2 separate regions of the Mus musculus genome follow, and region 1 is linked to region 2. A link is a contact called in public HiChIP or PLAC-seq data. All regions are on one chromosome and are shown on one strand. Each heading gives the region's core, a stretch centred on a gene start, on an enhancer-like site or on the middle of the called end of the contact. The rest is flanking DNA. Distances are from core to core; before and after follow the strand shown.

Region 1 (4,862 bases), core at 1,541-4,040, 120 kb after region 2:
ACGAGGCCTGTGCTGAGCACTGGGGACAGGAGGATGGTGACTAAGCTCCACCTGTCCTGATGCTCAGAGTGAAAGAGAAAGGCGTGACAGCAACTAAAAAGGAGGCTACCACTCTCAGGGCGTGATGTGCCCCTGGCTCTGGGAAAACCCTCTAGAGGCTTCTCTGACCCTGTCTCCCGACACTGCATTAAATATCCTCAAGAAAGTCCTGCCTTCCCTGGGCCTCTCAGGGAACCATTATCCCTATAAGATCCAGTTTAGACATAAAGCAGACTTGTGGGAGACTCATGGCATAGACCCCAGACCCCCATGGACTACCACCCACTTTCTCTGGGCAGGTTCTCCATTCTCTGTGCTGAGGCCTGTTCCACTTAAGACTACTAAGCCTGAAGGCAGGCTCTGTGAGCCAGAAATAATCAGCAATTAATAATAAAGATGCAATACTAATAAACATAAATAAATAAAGTATTAAGAGGTGCCTAAGAGTCAAAGTTTGCCAAATCACTCCGTGACTGAAAATAATCTCTACTGATTACAAAATGAGTTTAGGCCTCAATGGGCTATAAGAGCCTTGCCAGCTCTATGACTCTGCATCTATGGATGTCTCCTAAGGAAAAGAAAGGAGCTTCCTGGGCTGTGATTAAGAAAAGGAGAAAGAGACAGGCGTGGTGGCACATGCCTTTAATCCCAGCACTCAGGAGGCAGAGGCAGGCGGATTTCTGAGTTCGAGGCCAGCCTGGTCTACAAAGTGAGTTCCAGGAGAGCCAGGGCTACACAGAGAAACCCTGTCTCGAAAAACCAAAAGAAAAAAGAAAAGGAGAAAGATGGGGGCTGGGGCAATGGCTCAGCTTTGAGAGTCCTGGCTGTTCTTCCAGAGGTCCCGAGTTCAATTCCCAACACCCACTTGGTGGCTCACAACCACCTGTAATGAGATCTGATGCTCTCATCTGTCTGATGCCCTCTTCCATCATGAGGCACTTATGCAAATAGAGCACTCGTATACAAAAATACATAAATAAAAACCTTACAAAACTTTAAAAGAAGCCGGGCAGTGGTGGCGCACGCCTTTAATCCCAGCACTTGGAAAGCAGAGGCAGGCAGATTTCTGAGATTGAGGCCAGCCTGGTCTGCAATGCAAGTTCCAGGATTGCCAGGGCTACACAGAGAAACCTTGTCTTGAAAGAGTAAAAGAAAAGAAAAGAAACAAAACAAAGAAAACAAAAGCCCAGGACTGGTGGGGAGGTAAGGGACCATCCTAGAACAGGTGAGACCTTTTAACAGGTATCTTCCAGTGAACTCACATTAACTCTAGGGAGTCTCACTTAAAAACAAAAAGTCCTATGTAGTTACAGTGTGTGTGTGCACACACGTGTGTGGATATGTGGATATGCACATGGAGGCCAGAGTTCCTTTCTGATACTGTTCTTCATCTTTTGTTTTTCAGACAAGGTTTCTCACTTGAACCTGGAGCGTGATCATTTGGTTGGACTGGCTGGTCTCCTGTGCATCTCTTTAGGTGCGGAGGTGCGGGGATCAGGGGTGCACAAACATTGCAGCGTCTGGCTTTTTATATCTGTCTTGGGGATCTGAACTCAGATCCTCTGGCAATCACTCTACCCACTGAGCCGAGTCCCCTGCCCCCATTCGCCACACATTTAACAGCTCAAATGGGAGGATTAATGTGTCCCAAACCACCAGCCCAGCATCCAGTGCTTAGGGAACATCTGGCCTGTGTACATCTGCTTGGTGCATAAAATGGATATCCAGAATACTCGGGGGAGGGGGGCCTTCGAGGACTTAGAAAGAAGGTCGATGGCTGCAAAGGTCTGAGAGGAAACTGAGCAATGATGAGCAGGGCAAAAGAGAGGTCTCAGTTCCTTGTCCTTCGATTTTTAAAATCTACCTCCTTCACTTCAGTCTCCTCTGCGCTCGATGCTTTCAAAAAAGTGACCTCTTGATCCTTTGAGTGTGAGTCTCTTCTCTCCACATACACTCACCGCCCCTCCATATAATCCTATGTAAAGCCCCCCCCCTTTTTTTTTTTGGTCTGCCAATAAATATTTGCAACTCAGTACCTGTTCTCAAGAAGCCAAAACCATACACAAATTAGGTTGTAGTGAAAGCACCACGGGAAAATTTTCAGGTTCCCTTTTCTACGTCATATGGACCTTTTCAGTTCCTCAAATTCGCCCTCTGGCTTCTAGGCCGGCAGGGCCTCCTCATCTGCCTCTGTTTCTGTGGTTTCTGCGGAGTGAGTTCCTCTGCACGCCATGCTTTCCCTGGCCAACTCTTCATTTCGCAGCAGGCTTCCTGTATGAAGCCTTCCCTCCACCCCCACCTCTAGTCTTGATGAGCAACTACCCCCGGATTCGCCCAAAAGCAGGGATCTCCAGGTTATCCGAGAGTCACAGCACCCAGCATTGCCGCAAAGCACACAGCAGGGCCAAGGAGACCCCAGCCCAGGTCCTGCCAGGCCCAGACCCTTCCCACAGGCCCCGCCCCCTCCCGCCCCTCGGGCTTGGCTACGCCCCGCGGCCCCGCCCCCTCACCTTCGCATTTGCTGGGCAATCGCACCCAGTCGGTCTCCTCAGCCCCGGCGGGACTCGGGCCTAGCTTCGGGGCAGGAAGGAGCAGCAGCGGAAGCAGCAGCAGCAAAGGAAATAAGAGGCAGCGGGGCGCGAGCTCAGACATGGACTCCATGGCCCAGCCGGACCCAGAGCAGAGCGGACCCGGCGGCGCTTCCTCCGGCAGCGCGCGCGGAGCAGCTTCCCCCGGCCGCTTCCGGGACTGCGCACGTGCCTCTGGGTAACCACGGCAACGGCGAGCTCCGGCCCGCCCCACGCCCGGTAGCCTCTAGCGGCTTGCGAAACCGACCAAGGCCCGCGGGCGACGCAACCAATGGGTTCGCTCGGCGTCTGCTTTATAGCCAATGAGAGGAACTATCTTTTTTTTTTCCCATCTCAGCCAATCAGAGAGCGGATGGTGGCTTTGGCGCCCTATAGCGATATCACTGCCAGCTAAAGGAGGCTCAGTAGCTGGAGCATCAGTTCCTAGCGGGTGAACCTTCATCATACCTTGGATGAACCAGCCTTGGGCATTCTAGCCCTGGATAACGGACTATCTTTCATGGTTTTGTTTCTTGTTTTCTGTCTTTTGTTCTTCGAGACAGGGTTTCTTTGTATCCTTGGCTGTCCTGGAATTTACTGCGTGGACCAGGCCGGCCTCGAATTCAGAAATCCAGCTGCCTCTAAGTGCACCTCCACACCGGGCCTCGTGGTCCTCTCCCCGCACCCCCACCCCCATTAAGGTGTTAATAAAAAAGTCTTTATATATTTATTTTGGGTTGGAAGACGACTGGAATCAGTTGCCTCCTTCCACCATGTTGGTTCTGGACCTCAAACTTGGATCCTTAAGGCTTAATGGTGGCCCTCTTTAGTCACTAACCTAACTCATCAACCCTAACCATGGCTTTCTTTATAAAGTTGCAAGCACTCACTAGACACCGGCTTTTAAGGCTTATTATTGCAGCCACTCACTCGAATAGATACTTAGGGCCTCACAACAGCCCAGATATCCAGTAATTGCGTTTCTCCTTATGAAAACTAGATTAATAAACAGATAAGAGTGATCCTCTTAGCCGGGCATGGTCACACGACTTTAATCCCAGCACTCGGGAGGCAGAGGCAGGCAGATTTCTGAGTTCGAGGCCAGCCTGGTCTACAAAGTGAGTTCCAGGACAGCCAGGGCTGCACAGAGAAACTCTGTCTCGAAAAACAAACAAAGAGTGATCCTCCTACATCTCGAGGTTTGCCTGTTGGGAAGCTCAAATCAATAATTCATGAATTAATGGAATTAAAAAAGAAATCCCTAGTTTTAGGGATGTTGCTCACTGGGAGATCTTTGCCTAGCACTTGACTACCATGTGCAAATCCCTGGTGATCCATCTCCAGGCTGGCATAAACCTGTCATTGGCTATATAGTGAGGGGGAGGGAGATATAGCCTGAGCTACTTGAGGCCATATCTACAAAACAAAACAAAACCACCTTGAAGTATGTGGGACAGATGGATAAACATCCCAGCATTTTTTGTATGGTATTCCAATCTCTTTTGTTATTTGTTTGGATTCTGAGCTCCTAAAAGGCAGGAACCTGGCATTGGACATTTACACTTCTCTCCTGCCTCTGCAGCATCAGGGGACTTGAGCTAAGAGATCCTTGCTGAGGGCTCCCTGGCTGAACACAGACCTTCCTTAGCTACAGAGGGGCTGCCTCGTGTGCATGAGGTTCTGGACTCAATCTGGCAGGAGATAAAAAGTGGGCAATATCAGTCAGGTGGGATGGTGCGGCTCCATCACACCAGAGAAGGTGAAGGCAGAAAGAAAGACCATAGCTTTTGGGAGAAGCAGAAGGATGAAGAGTTCAAGGCCAGCCTTGGTCCTAGGGGGACTCTCTGACTCCTCAGGTTTCCTTTAAACTGCCTTGAGCTCAACTCTGGGAAGCTGTTAGCAACTGCAGCGTTGTCCAGAAAGCTCCGTTTCCATTGAGTTTCTTTCCAGGTCTGGGTGGATTTGCTGCCCTTACGAAGACTTCCATGCCCAGCCTGTCCTTTGTAGTCAGTGGTGTCTAGTTTAAAGCAGTTGTGTCAGTAAGCCCCATCCCTCAAACTCCTCTAAGGGCCATAACACCCACACACCCATTCTCAGCCTTTTGAGGCAGGAGAGTGGCCAGGCCATAGGGGAGCAGGGGGGGGGGGGCTGGGTTTTGCTGCTGTGAACAGACACCATGACCAAGGCACAGACGCTCTAGATTTAGTTAAGAATTCAAAGTTCAAATGAAGAGACCCTGCCTCTCTACTACGTATA
Region 2 (4,984 bases), core at 287-2,786:
GTGGGAAAGACTTTCATTCTCTGGTCCCTAAACCCTCAACAGCTGGTCAGGAAGATGACAGTATACAATTCCCTGCCCCTGCCCTCCCGGCTAGAACTCATTAAAGAGAAGGCTAAGTAAGTTCTTTTTAGGTTAAGGACTAAGACACCCCCACCCCCACCCCCGCAGACTGTCTCCCCAAGGAGGGCTGTTTCCGCAGACCACCACTGGTAGTTTTGTCTTGGAAGGTAAGGAGGGAGTCATTTGGACCAGCAGACTGGGTATATGGGTGGCTTGGCGATTTCCGGTTAAGTCACTTACAACACCTTAGTTGTGACCGACTCTCAGGTGTGATCAGCCAGGAAATAAAAGTCTGCGGGACAGGGTGCCCCTTGTTTGCCCTGGAGATGGGGGGGGGGGGCGGGGGGGCCACACCCTCACCAAAGTAGAGAGACCCTTCACGAAAAGCCAGAGTTGGGCGCTCTCTCTCTCTCTCTCTCTCTCTCTCTCTCTCTCTCTCTCTCTCTCTCTCGTTCTATCTCTCTCTTTGCCTTTCTGCCCTTAGGAAGAGAGACAATCCTTTCCTCCGAGAACACGGACACACGGACAGGATGGAAATCCAGGAAACAGCAAAGCAAAGCCCGTCCGCACCTTGGCAAGCCGGCCATGCCCGATTTTGGCAGCGGCCTTCACTCATTAGTCACCACTACAGCCTGGGACCCTCCGCTCCAGGGATACGACCCTGGCACCGAGTAGGCTCAAGGCCTAGTTGGAGGAGAAGATTAGGCACTTCTCAGTCTAACCTGCCCTCACCCGCAGGGCCATCTGGGGTTCCAGCTTTGCCCCGGAACTTGCAGGGAGGGACCCGGGCGCGTCGGGCCGGCATAGGTAACAAAGCTCCGCGCCAGGCGCGCCCCATGTCAGCTCGGACGGGATCGGGAGCCAGGCCTATCCCCCTCATCTGGGCTCCAAGGCCCGGGGCATTCCTGGGTGTCCGCGTCCGCACCTTTTCACGGGATGGGAGGGCACTGCTTCTCCAAAAGGGAGATCTTAGCAGAGCTTGGGAGCCAGCGACTCCGGGCAACGCTCGAGCAAACTCTCGGATCGGGCGGAGAGAACTCACAGCAAACGCGTCCCCGCGCCCCAGTGCACCGTGTCGCCACCGCGTAGGGGGCGTCGCCAACCCAGGATCCTCGAGCCCCTAGCGAGCCTCTCCACCTCCCCAACTGCCCAGCCCACCTCTCCAGGGCCCTTCCAGCCCCCGGGACTCCCGCGCTTCTCAAAGCACAGCTCGGATCCTCCCGGTTCTCGGGGGACTCACCGGCCAGCAGCGGCAGAAGCAGGGCTCTGAGCAGAGTCAGCGGGCGGGCTCCCATCCTGGCGGGCTGCAGACGAGCAGCGAGGTTCAAGGCACACGGCGAGCGGGCGCGCGGACCGGAGCGCGGGGGCCGCCGCAGCAGCTACAGCCCGAGCCCGAGGCGTCCGGAGCTGGAGCCGCGCGCGCCCCGTACATCCAAGCCCTCGAGCGCGCCGCCGCCGCAGCCAAGCCACGCCCCCGACGCCCCCTCCTCTCCGCCTGCACGGCGCCCCGCCCCCTGACGCCCCCTTCCCCGCCGTCGAGGGGAGGAGCTGGCAATAGAAAGAAGGATCTGGGGAATGATGGGGGGGGGGGGGAGCAGCAGTGGCCGTCTTAGGGGAGTGCCGGAGACCTGGGTGTTGTTCCCACCGCCTAATCTATCCACTGGGACGCAAGAGAACCAAAGTGACTCTCAGAACTCCGTTAGGCCCTCTGAACCTACCTGGAGATCTGGAGCAATAGTTTGCCCAGAATTCTCCAAGTTGCTGGAGTTAAGCAACCCAAAGTGCTGCATGAGACAGACCAGCAGGGTGTCTCAGAAGAAGGCAAGGAGGACATAGCCAGGATGTCTCAGAAGACAAGGAGGGCACAGCTGTGGTGCCCGGTGGAACAGATGTAGCCAGGGAGGGGGAGGGGCGTGCGTGACACTGGACAAATCTGAACCCAAGGTAGAAACCCTGGGCTCCAACCCCCAGCGAGAGCTATTAAACAGACATACATCCCAAGTCCATCTCCAAGCAGTCTGGGCTGTGTCAGGGCATGGCCAAATCTCCAGCTGTGGGGAGGCCCAACGCAGCCCTTGTTCCAGGCACCCTCCACCCCCAGCGCCACCACCCCCACATTCTTTCTTTGTTGTGAAAGCAGCAAGGGGTGTGGGAGGCGGGTCAGAAGAAGTCAAGCTTTAGAAGATGGGCCCCAGCTGCTGACAGGCCTCCAGGATATGCAAGAGAGGATGGATAGCGCCTTGTCCCCCTTCTGGCTCTGGAGGGCCCCCCAGGCCTGCTTAGACCTCCCTTCCCCCAAGCAGCTGGGAGGGGGGAAGGAAGCCACAGAGGGCCTCACAGGCAGGAGAAGTGGCGCCAGGACTCCAGGGTCCTGCCACATGGCCACCACATGTCCCTGACAACCCCGTCCACAGCACCTTCTTCTTGTGTGCCTCATTCCCCATCCCCCAGAAGTCTTCCTCCAGGCCCTGCTAAAGAGGGTACAAACACGGAGGGAACCATTGAGCCAAGAATTCAACAGTCCTGCACACTACCACTGCCCTCATCCTTCTAGGAAGGGTCCTGAACAACGTCTTCAATGAAGACTCCGAACACAAAATGTTACCTGGTTCATTTATTAAAGAAACAGTGAAATATGTGGACCTGTAGTGAGGCAGCAGAGGGTAAAAGAGACCAGGGCAAGGCAGCCCAGTTGGCCAGCCCCAAACTGACAGAAGAGCCAGCATCAGGCGCATCCCTGAGGTGCAGACCCACTTTCTCCCACCTTGGGAGCCTCAGTCAGCTACTCTAGAGGACTCCAAAGTAGAGATCATGTTATCCTGAGGGCCCTTCCGAAGGGGGGTTCCCAGGGAAGGAGCCTAGACCCTAGAAGCAGCAATCTACCACATACACCGCTCCCTCTTCACCATCCTATTGAGTTGGGGAAGAGACAGGAGCCATGGGGAATGCTGTAAGGGCTGTGGGGACCCAGCAGACTAAAAGAGGGAGTTGAATGTCAGCTACTTGAAGAAAGGTCCACAGTGCTGGCGCTGAGGCCCCGGGAGACCTGAAAGAGACCAGCAACCACACATCACTGCAAACTCCTGGAGTCTGCCTGCTCTGCAGAGACTAAAGATGGAATTTCTAACCTCAACCTAAGCTCTAGGACTTTGCTTAGGCACGGTCTACTGGAGGAGCTACGGGACGAAACCTGGGCAAGAATGCTGGCTTGCACAGTGAATGAGCTGACCCAAGAGCTCACTGTGTTGAACTGGCTGGCAGTGTTGCCTGCTTTCTCTAAGGGAGACTTCATGCTGCTGGTGTTCCTACTTCCTCACTGAGACCTCAAGGGAAGGAGTAAGACACGGCCAGCAGCTCTAAGTCACTCTGAATTATTACCAGCTTAGAGAGCACCAGTGGCTGGTACTCTCCTGAATAATTCTGACTGAATCCTTTAGCCAGAAACTCTCTCTCTCTCTGTCTCTGTCTGTCTATCTGTCTGTCTGTCTTTCTCTTCTCTTTCAAACCAGGTTTCTGTGTCACCCTGTCCGTGCTGGAACTCTGTAGACCAGGCTGGCTTTAAATGCAGAGTCCCACTTGCCTCTGCTTCCCCAGCTCTGAGATTAGACATGTGTCCCCCACTGCCCCTGTCTCTCGATGCCCAGCACCTCCGATGCCATGCTGTCAGTCTGACTCCTGAAGAGCTCCAGTCTCCCAGGCCACCTTCACTATGGTGAGTCTTCCACCTTCCCAGTTGCCCCTGGGACTGCCTTGGGGAGCCCTTCCTCCCTCGGCCCTAGGGTGTCCCTCAGCACGCTCACCTGGAGGGGGGCTGCATTGGGTTGGTTTAAGTAGTTCAGCGAGGCCGCCCGCTTCATGCTGCTGCTGCAAAGAAAAAGAGAAGTGAGGCCCCCATTGCTCCTCTGTGTAGGACACTCTAGGACATTTCTCCGGCACCAGGAGGTGCTGCAGGCCAGGCCTGCTGACCTGCTTTGTCATAGTTACCCCTTGTCACTTGTCATGTACCTGGAAGGTCGCGGCTCCGTCCCCTGGAGCTTCCTCACCAGTAGCTCACTGCTCCTACGAAGCACATCCCGGATCTTGCCCAGAGAGCCGCTCCTCTGGAGGGTGCCACTGCCATCCTGTTGGGAAGAGACAGGCATTGGGAACCCAAGGTCCCATGTCACCCAGCTTCTAAGTCTATTCCTGCCATTTATTCCCTTTCCTGAAGCCCAGTGATTGAAAGCAATGGCCTCATCAAGAACAGATTCCCAGCCAGGCGTGGTGGTGCACGCCTTTAATCCCAGCACTCGGAAGGCAGAGGCAGGCGGATTTCTGAGTTCGAGGCCAGCCAGGTCTACAGAGTGAGTTCCAGGACAGCCAGGGCTACACAGAGAAACCCTGTCTTGAAAAACCAAAAGAAGAGATTCCCAGGGGCTGTCAAGATGGCTCAGTGGATAAGAGCACTGACTGCTCTTCCAAGGGTCCTGAGTTCAATTCCCAGCAACCACGTGGAGGCTCACAACCACCCGTAATGAGATCTGACTCCCTCTTCTGGTGTGTCTGAAGACAGCTACAGTGTACTTATGTATAACAATAAACAAACAAACAAATAAATAACAGATTCTCAGGGCCAGGCCTGAAAGGATGGGCTAACTGGTGGGTACTACATGACTCATACCCTGTACAAACTTGGGGAAAGACAGCTTCAGAATTCAGGACAGTAGTAGTGAGCAGACTTACCCCTGACCACTCCACAGCCACTGATGCGTCTTCACCTCCCTCGAACTTCACGCTGTCTCCAGGACCCTCCTGGATGGCCTTTCTACCATCTCCTTCCCCGAGCAGCTCTGCCACCTTGGTCTGACTGATGGGGTCAGTACCCTGGAAGAAAGAGGAGGAGATGTTAGGAACACAGCCCAGCCTTATAAGCTGCTCTTCCAGA

The links. HiChIP or PLAC-seq counts read pairs in DNA pulled down with a chosen protein or histone mark.
Region 1: an H3K4me3 HiChIP or PLAC-seq map of embryonic stem cells shows a contact between it and region 2, with 20 read pairs. The contact joins the promoter of Cnpy3 here to the promoter of Ptk7 in region 2. A contact is called at or near these places in 1 of 39 promoter capture datasets (hippocampal neurons), 1 of 484 Hi-C or Micro-C datasets (embryonic stem cells), 8 of 115 datasets of contacts at active chromatin or transcription factors (the 230-238 cell line, the HPC-7 cell line, the SCID.adh cell line and 2 more) and 3 of 9 other capture datasets (adipose tissue, liver and pancreatic islet).

What each region holds. Positions count from the first base shown.
Region 1 is chr17:46,749,424-46,754,285 of GRCm38.p6, forward strand. Cnpy3 (canopy FGF signaling regulator 3) reads right to left here and starts at 2,791. Exons shown (of 6, transcript NM_028065.4): 1 at 2,550-2,791. The coding sequence starts at 2,700.
Region 2 is chr17:46,627,968-46,632,951 of GRCm38.p6, forward strand. It overlaps Ptk7 (PTK7 protein tyrosine kinase 7), which reads right to left and starts at 1,537. Exons shown (of 20, transcript NM_175168.4): 1 at 1,301-1,537. The coding sequence starts at 1,355. It overlaps Klc4 (kinesin light chain 4), which reads right to left. Exons shown (of 16, transcript NM_001357130.1): 13 at 4,783-4,923; 14 at 4,066-4,181; 15 at 3,861-3,924; 16 at 2,662-3,106. The coding sequence ends at 3,056.